2 separate regions of the Pan troglodytes genome follow, and region 1 is linked to region 2. Evidence: chromatin contacts called from public HiChIP or PLAC-seq data. All regions are on one chromosome and are shown on one strand. The core of a region is the stretch at or near the end of the contact, and the rest is flanking DNA. Distances in the headings are between cores, read along the strand shown. Region 1 holds the start of PDP1 (pyruvate dehydrogenase phosphatase catalytic subunit 1). Region 2 holds the start of CIBAR1 (CBY1 interacting BAR domain containing 1).

Region 1 (4,303 bases), core at 1,571-4,070, 220 kb before region 2:
GGGGAGGGAGGGTTGATAGATGCATAACAGGGTTTGATTGTTTAATTAAGGAATAACAAGTCCTGGAAACCTGCACTTTCCTTAAATTCCTTTGCTTCGACATTTTTTTGCGGGGGGGGGGGGAGGGAGGGCAGCGGGGGGAGGAATTTTGCTCTTGTTGCCCAGGCTGAAGTGCAATGGCGTGATCTCAGCTCATCGCAACCTCCGCCTCCCGGGTTCAAGCGATTCTCCTGCCCGGCTAATTCTGTATTTTCAGTAGAGATGGGGTTTCACCATGTTGGTCAGGTTGGTCTCGAACTCCTGACCTCAGGCCATCCACCCGCCTCAGCCTCCCAAAGTGCTGGGATTACAGGCATGAGCCACTGCACCCGGCTTGGTTTGACATCTTTTCTACTTTTGTAATTGACTGCAAAATGAATGAAATCTAGTGACAAAAAGCTAATGATTGACACAGCAGGTGCTTTTAACAATACTTACGTTCAAACATCAAATTCTCCACTACATTTTTCCTTCAAGGCAAAAATTCTTGAGATTAAAAACAAAAAATGAGAGAGTGAATTTTATTGACTCTTTCAGTTATGCAGAGGCTTAGTACATGGACTGAGATTATATCCTAATGCCCCAACTTCCAACATGCCTTCAAAAGACAAAATTCCTAGGGAAGTTGGAATTTATGAAAACTGTGCTGTAATTAATGAGCGTTCTATCCGCATCGGTACAAGTGATACATTCTCTCCATCAGATCAGATACCCTTGGGAGTCAAAGTACTTTCAAATGCTTTCATAAATAAGTTAGCAATGAAAAACTCTTAATATCCTTCAGATTATCCACTGATTCAACAACAAGAAAACACTCTACATCATAACTTTTGCTGACAAGCTTGTTAAATTAGTGTAGAAGGCTCTTGATCAGGCAATAAGAACAGCATCCAGGTACAACTGTTGGTAAAACAGAGCAGTGTCAAATTTGCAAGTTATTCTTGATCACAATTTTCACGGAAAAGTTCCTATTCCATGATCTAGACTCAGCCACGTTGTATGCAGCATCTTCATCCCAGGCAGATTTGGCTGATTTTGCCATTGACTAATAAAGAAAGATGCACTGCAACCAGAAACAGGAAAGAGAGCCGTCCATTCTTACTGATGTGCTTAGCAGAGCCTGTGCCAAGACATTTTTTCCACTCCATCAACAGACCCACGGACCAAATTAATTAGCAAATGCTATTAAGGCACCGACTCCAGAGCCCTTTAGCTTTGCAAAGCTTCTGATGTAAATGAAAAAGAAAAGCTATGCTAATCATTTAATGTGTCGGAACCCCAGTTTATGTAATCCGATTGCATTAAACACTCTACATAAAGACCATCCGCGATTTTTCAACATTTTTCTGGAAATGCCTAGCCATTTCACAGCTCCTGCTATCTTTTTACATAAATGAAGAAAGATACGAAGCACCACATGCCAGTATTTTTTTGATTAGTTTCCTTTGTCGCTACCTGAAAAACTGCACTCACAAAGACATCAAAGCTATCTCAATCCAAGACGCCTTTGTCCCTTTTTCCAATCTATCTCATCCCTTAATACCATGCTGATCCATCTAAAACCATCCATACACAAAAATCTGTCACCATCCTTCCTGGGTACCCAACGCAGGTAGTTAAGTGAATACCTACCAATTCGTCTGGGCCCGGGACACACACACATTCTCCTGTCATCACAACACGGAGCCGACAACATCCACAACCCGCGCGGGCAGCAGCAGCGACAGCAGCACCGGCCCATTGAAAGCAAGGCAGAGATGCTCATTAGAGGAGGCGGCGGCGGGGAGGCGGGAGCGGAGGAGGGGCGAGGTCTCGCTCCAGCCCGGTGAATGGGCTGGGAGGTGGGGGGAAGAGGATGGAGGAGGGATAAAGGGGTGGAGAGAACAAGGAAGCCAACCAAACCAACCCACCCCGCCGGGGAGGCAGAGCCACAGCCCAAGGCAGCGGGGCCCAGGCGCGAGCAGGGGTGCGCCCCGAGGGCCAGCCCCTCCATCCAGCCGGGGCGCGAAGCCCATGGACTGCAGCCCCGCCCGCTGCCCGCCCCGCCCTGCCCGGCCCGGCCCCGCCCCACGGGTGCCCGTTTCAGTCCAGACGAACAGGGGCCGGCCGGTGTCAGGCTGCCAGCTGGGCCAGCCCTGACCCGGGGTGCGTCAGGGAGACCCTCAGGCAGTGCCGCAGCCCTACAGCCTCCCTGGAGCTCACTCTGCCGCCGGCCCCGCGGCGCCCTTCGTGTTGACAGCTGGAGCGCAGGGGCCGAAAGACGCTAGGGCTGCACGGCGCCCCCGCCCCCGCCCCCAGCCCCCCGACGGCCCCCAGCGCCGCCACGCCCGCCCCACAGCCCCGACGCCCGGCGCGCACCTGGCGCTCCAGGGCTCGTCCCGCCCTCCGCACGCCCGCGGCCGCCGATCCGCGAGCACGCCCGGCGCCCCCTCACAACTTTGGACGGGTGGAGGATCCCGGACGGGGCGGCTCGTGGCAGGGAGTAGGGCATACGAACCGGGCACGGCAGGAGACCAAACGATTCTTCCCGACGAGGCGGGGGCGACAACGACGCCACCGCTCGGCGCTCTTTCCACGCAGCCCCGTGCAGCTCCCGGAGCGCGAGCCCTCACCCCCGGCCTGCCCACTCTGCTCCCCTACCGTGCGGGGCCGCCACCCTGCCCCGCCCCGCCCGCACGTTCGGGCCGGAGTGCTTCCCGCCTGCCGATTGGCTGCGCAGTGACGAGTGGGAGGGGAGGCGGAGAGGGCTGCGGCCGGGGGTGGGGCGGGGGCGGAAGAGGAGCGCGCTCCCCGCCAGCTTTGTGACGTCACGGGGGTCAGACAATCCCTTCCATTCGGCGCGAGCCGCCCATTGGTTCCCCGGGCCCGCCTCACGTGACCGCCCCCCGCGGCCCCCCCCCCCCCCCACCAGCGAGTGGAAGGTGTGGCTGCGCGGCGCTAGGGAGCGGTGGTCCGTGGAGCTCGGCGGCGTTGGCTGAGCCGGCTGCGGGGTCGGGAGAGGGGGGGCGCCTGGGCCGGCTCCAATGCCTTCGCGTGCGTGGGGCCCGAGGAACGGGCTGCTCCCCTGCCGTGCAGGCTTCCTCGAATCTCTGGCACCTCTGCGGGGATGCGGTGGTGTGGGTGGCCGGCCCAGCGGCCAAGCCTCCCCTGCGCCTCGCGGTTGGGTGCGGGCTTCCCAGGGTAGGCTGCGGGAGCGGCTCCCAGCCTCACGGGAACCTCAACTCCCTGCGGCTCACCCCAGCCTGCGGTACAAGGCGTAGCAAAGAACCTCGAGAGTAGCTGTTGCTTCGTTCGTTTGATACGTTGCAGATTTTAGGAGCATTAACGCCCATCATGTTTTCTATCGCCCCAGGGAGAGGAAGAGGGTGTAGACAGCAGCAAGAGGGAGTTGTGATGAGGGAATTCTCTCTGTAGCGTAGATGTGTGCTCACGTTCTCTGAGGAGTTTTGAAATCAGTATTGTTTCCGTTGCCCTGAATGGTTACAAGGAGAGAACACTGGACTTGGAGTCAGAAAACTTTCATCCAAGTCATTCCCTGCTCTAAGTCCCATTTCTGTTCCATGAGATTGTTTCCACCTCAGATGAGATTAGACTTAAGGTGGCATTGGTATTGGCTGTGGTAAAACGAGATATCTTCGAGGGCTCTTCAGTGACTTACACCCATACATCCCTTTTATGGGATAGTGGCTTCTGAAAGCTTCCTTGGCAATGGCAGATAGAGCATTGCACTTATCTTCCCTAGTGTTCACCAATAAGTTGACTTTGATTTATTACACATAACTTCTTACTAGCCAGTCAGGTTCACAAAATGATGTGGAGTGAATTTCTTTTTATGTAATAAAAAACGTTATATACCCAAACTGGTCCTTTATAACTCCTGGATCTTTCAAGTTGCTGTATTCTCTGTTCTCTAAATAAACTAGAGGAGACTCTTTTTGCCCATCCCCAGGTTGCCCATGGAACTTTTGTGGCTAGTCTGTCTGGCCTTCATCCGAGTTTTTACAGGTCCATCTGCCTCCCTTCATCCTCTCCTTTTTGCTTCTCAAATGGGCTTCCCATAAATTGCAAATATTCTCCACTACTCTTCCTGTCATTTAATTTAAGTATCTGGTTTCTTCTTCATAGATGCATAGGATGGTGTAGCCTAGTGATTAAGAGTGCAGCTGGAGCCAAGCTGGCTGGGTTCCATTCCCAGCTCTGCAGCTTTCTGTGTGGTCATGGGCAACTCTGCATGCCTCATTCTCTCACATGTAAGATAAAAATG
Region 2 (4,087 bases), core at 519-3,018:
ACGAGTTCAATTTTTTTAATACTCATTCTGTTTTTTGAAAATTGAAATTCCCGTTTTAGGTTCTGAAAAGTACAAAAAAGCAACGCAGTTCTAACTGGGCAACTTCTGATAAGTTAACCTATGCCGTGAAACTGAAAATAAATACAAGTAAAAGTGCTTATTAAGTATTTAAAGGAAAAATATGGGCTTTTAGAAAGAAAACAATCACAAGGACACTTCTCCTGCTACCCAGAGCAAAAAGTCCACACGGTGTCTCAGTATTGGTTTGCTTCCATGATACAATTCATAGCATTTTGTTGTTGTTAGTAAACCATTGGTCAATTTTCCAGAGCATGGATGCAGCAATGATGTCTTACCCATTTATTAATAATTTATCCATCCACATTACCATTCCCAACATTTCCATCTCCAGTCATTCTTTAAAACGTACTTACGTGCCACACAAGACATTAAGTTATGCTTATTTTCTTCCCCCTGGGTACTATTCCCACTACCCCCAGTAAACAGCCACCCCTTGGCCAAAAGTTGGCAAATAAAGTGGGGAAATTCAAGTTGGCAAATAAAGTGGGGAAATTCAAGACCTCAAGATGCCCTAAAGGTTAGCTTGAAAAGGGTAAAATAAAACACAGAACGTGTTTTATTTATTAAAGACTCACAGACTGTGTGAGTCTTTAATAGACTCACACAGTCTTATAGACATGAAAATGTACGTTTTATCAAGTTTGCATCCACCTCTGCAGTTAGGTAGATTACAAGTGAAAGTTTCCACGGTTCCTTCATCCACTACTTCATGGCTCATTCATAACAATGACACTGTGATCTCACTCCATACCTCTGCTTGTCGATAATCCTGAAGTTTGGCAAACTCATCTGCAAAGTTCATCAGGCCCAGCTTTAAATGCGGGGTCTCTGTAGCAGCATACGCGTTAATTTCATTCACCAGGAGGTCTGCTTTGTCTCTCAGCCTGGCAGTTTTCCGCACATAGGCAGCGAAGATTTGGCACAGTTCTCCAAAATGCTTCTCCACATTTGAGACAGCTGTTTGCAGTTGTTTCGTTTGAGCGTTCCTAGGGAAAAGGTGACACAAAAGGCAAAACATTCTCGTTAGAGATGAGAAGGCTTCACGTTAATTTAACATGCAAACATTCCCCGGGCATTCTGCAGCTTTGAAGGCGTAAACCCACCGACCCAGCGTCTCCCGGCGCGGACTGCTCTCCATGGGGTCCTGACCTCACTATCCGGACAGTGTAGGCACAGGAAAAGGCCCAGGCCGGGTGGGCCTGGCCTTAACTGGGGAGGTGGCTGCTCCGGCTGCTCCGCGCAGCGCGGCTTGGGCGCCCGGCTGCCTCCTAGGCTTCCGCACTGCCCGCGGCAGTGTGGGGACCCGAGACCCGGTGGCGTAGGTGGGTGGCAGCCGGCCGGGCCCCGGGCTCCTCTTCGCCGCCGGCGGTGGCTGCAGCCCAGGGAATTAGGCCCCAGGTCACAGCGGGGACCGTGCAGCCTCCCACTCAGGGTCGGAATTCGGCGCAGAGGCCCCACGGACAGAGGCTTCCACTTCCCTCACCCCAGCCCTCCAGTGTGGGCGGCCCTGGGCAGCTGGGCTCGGGCTGTTACCGGTTTTCCAGGGTGCGCCTCATCATGCTGCCTCGCGCACGGCCGGGGACCTTGCGGGGGCCCAAGGACGGGGATTCCAAGGCGCCTGGGCGCGCGCTGGGGCGCAAGCAGCCGCCGGCAGCCTGAAAGCCCGCCCCTCGCGCCGCCGCGCCAGGCCGGGCGTTTCTATGGAAACGGGGCGCGCGCCCCCGCGGTCAATGCCCGAGGCTGCCTGAGCGCGGCTGGGGCTCGGAAAGCGCCAAGCAGGCAGGGACGGAGAGGGGTGATGGCGCGCCCACCCCTGCAGAGCCGCCTGCGCGGTTGTCCCGCGCGTCCCTGCCGGCGAAGGCTGTGAGAAGCACCGCGGGGCTACGGCGCCTCCATCCTCTCTAACAGCCGCGCTTACCAGACAGCCAGCCTCCAGCGCTGCTAGGCTACTCCGAGCAGGGGAGAAAAGACGCCGGTCCGCCGGGGACCAGGAGGGAGACGTGAAACCAGAGGCCCGGGGGCCCCCTCTCCGCCTGTGCGACTTGTAGTCTCGTACCAGACGCGTCCGCTTCGCTGCTGAATCTGAAAACGTGGGCTCTTGAGAGCTGCCCTTGGAAGGAGCTGTGCTTTCTGCCTCATCTTTAACTTTTCGTTTATTCAGCAAATATGTATCAAGTTCCGACTTCGTGGAAGAGATTGTGTTAGACACTGGGAATAATAGAAACATAATTAAGAAGCAGGGGTCCCGGACCTGAAGGGCCTGAGCGTCGGGTAAGGAGGCAACGCTTACACCGAACCTGTGCTGAGATAAATAACGAATAGTTCTGGCTCTTAGAGTTGGCCTGGGGGAACAAAAATTCAAAAAGAATAAAACCCCAAACAAACAGGAGGCTCTCCTTTGTCCTTTGAATGCCTCTGTCCCTTTGACCCTCCTGGCCTTAGCGTGTGCTGCTTTTCCCAGTAAATACTGCAAGGACTCCATTCAGACTTTGTTTATTTATATATATATTTTAGATGGAGTCTCGCTCTGTTGCCCAGGCTGGAGTGTAGTGGCACAATCTCGGCTCACTGCAACCTCCGCCTCCTGGGTTCAAGCGATTCTCCTGCCTCAGCCTCTCAAATAGCTGGGATTACAGGCGTGCACCACTATGCTGGCCTGATTTTTTGTATTTTTAGTAGAGACGGGGTTTCGCCATGTTGGCCAGGCTGGTCTTGAACTCTTGGCCTCAAGTGATCCGTCCCCCTTCAGCCTCCCAAAGTGCTGGGATTACAGGCGTGAGCCACCGGGCCCGGCCTCAATTCAGACTTTATCTGCTTCAAGAAATCTCTCTGGGATCCTCCCGCACTTCACTTTTTCAGGCAGCGTTAGGGCCTTGCCCTAACGCTTTGGGACGGGGTCCTAATACTGTCTGAAGGAGCGAAGTGTTGGAATGCTCAAACAGTACACTTTGTTGATTTTGTACTGCCTCCTGTACCCTAGACTTTGAACCCTTTGAGACAGAGGAAATGTGATTTTGGTCTTGTATTCCTCGCTGCCGTGTGCTGCTGATTAAAAGTTTTTATTTTGTACAAATAGATGTCCTCAGTCCTTTGTTTTGAACTTCCCCTATTCGCTTGTGTTACAATGTGTACCTCTCTTTGCTCCTTGCATTCGCTCAGCATGTTATTGGTTGGATGCCTGGTGTGTTCCAGGTATTATGCTTGGCTTTGAGGTTGGCACAGTAACCTAAGGTCAGAATAGTCTGTGCTTTTAGAGAGCTCACAGTCATGTGGCAGTGATAGAAGCTAATCAAACAAAGATGTGTAAAATTGCCACTGAGGTATGTGCTACTGTATCCACTTTTGCAGTGTAACAAATCACCACAAAACTTAGTGACGTTTTACAATCGTTTGGCTAGCTTGGGATTCTGAGTGAGCTGGGTGGTTCTTTTACCTTGCTTCTGCTCAGTTGGGCTCTTACTCACCTTTCTGGTCAGCTGGCGGCTGGATGATCTAAGGGGCCTCACTTCTGTGTCATGGCATTGGCAGGTCGTCAGCAGTGGCCACGTGTTTCTTATTGTCTAGCACCTCAGCCAGGCTTCTTTCCATGGTTTCAGAGTTCCAAAACAGTAGAGCAGGACAAGTCAACTGCACAAGTGCCTTTCAAGTCTCTGCCTACGTTATGTTTGCTGATACACTATTGGCGGATGCAAGCCATGTGGCCTAGACTAGAGGGATCAGAGTGAGAGGGCAGTGGAAATGTTACGGACGGTGTGGTTGGTAGAGGAATTGGTGGCTACTTTTCCAGTCTACTATTAGGGGAAACTACATGGCAGCAATTGAGTGTATAATTAATATAGAGGTTTGGTTTGAACTCGTCAGGGAAGGACTTCATTGAGAAAGTGACATTTGAGCTGAGATCCAAAGAATAGGAAGGAGTCAACTAGGTGAAGAGGGAGTGAAAAACAGTCCCGAGAGAAGGACAGTATTAGCAGTTTGCCCCCTTGCCTCCCCCAGCCTCATTCCC

Evidence for each region. HiChIP or PLAC-seq counts read pairs in DNA pulled down with a chosen protein or histone mark.
Region 1: a contact with region 2 is called in an H3K4me3 HiChIP or PLAC-seq map of stem cell-derived excitatory neurons, with 2.0 times the contacts expected there. The contact joins the promoter of PDP1 here to the promoter of CIBAR1 in region 2. A contact is called at or near these places in 1 of 7 Hi-C or Micro-C datasets (stem cell-derived neural progenitor cells) and 1 of 1 datasets of contacts at active chromatin or transcription factors (stem cell-derived excitatory neurons).

Annotation. Positions count from the first base shown.
Region 1 is chr7:104,123,465-104,127,767 of NHGRI_mPanTro3-v2.0_pri, reverse strand. It overlaps PDP1 (pyruvate dehydrogenase phosphatase catalytic subunit 1), which reads right to left and starts at 2,820. Exons shown (of 3, transcript XM_016959684.3): 1 at 2,537-2,820.
Region 2 is chr7:103,906,194-103,910,280 of NHGRI_mPanTro3-v2.0_pri, reverse strand. It overlaps CIBAR1 (CBY1 interacting BAR domain containing 1), which reads right to left and starts at 1,768. Exons shown (of 9, transcript XM_054656887.2): 1 at 1,615-1,768; 2 at 833-1,067. The coding sequence starts at 1,640. It overlaps LOC134810894 (a long non-coding RNA gene), which reads left to right and starts at 2,269. Exons shown (of 4, transcript XR_010159632.1): 1 at 2,269-2,352.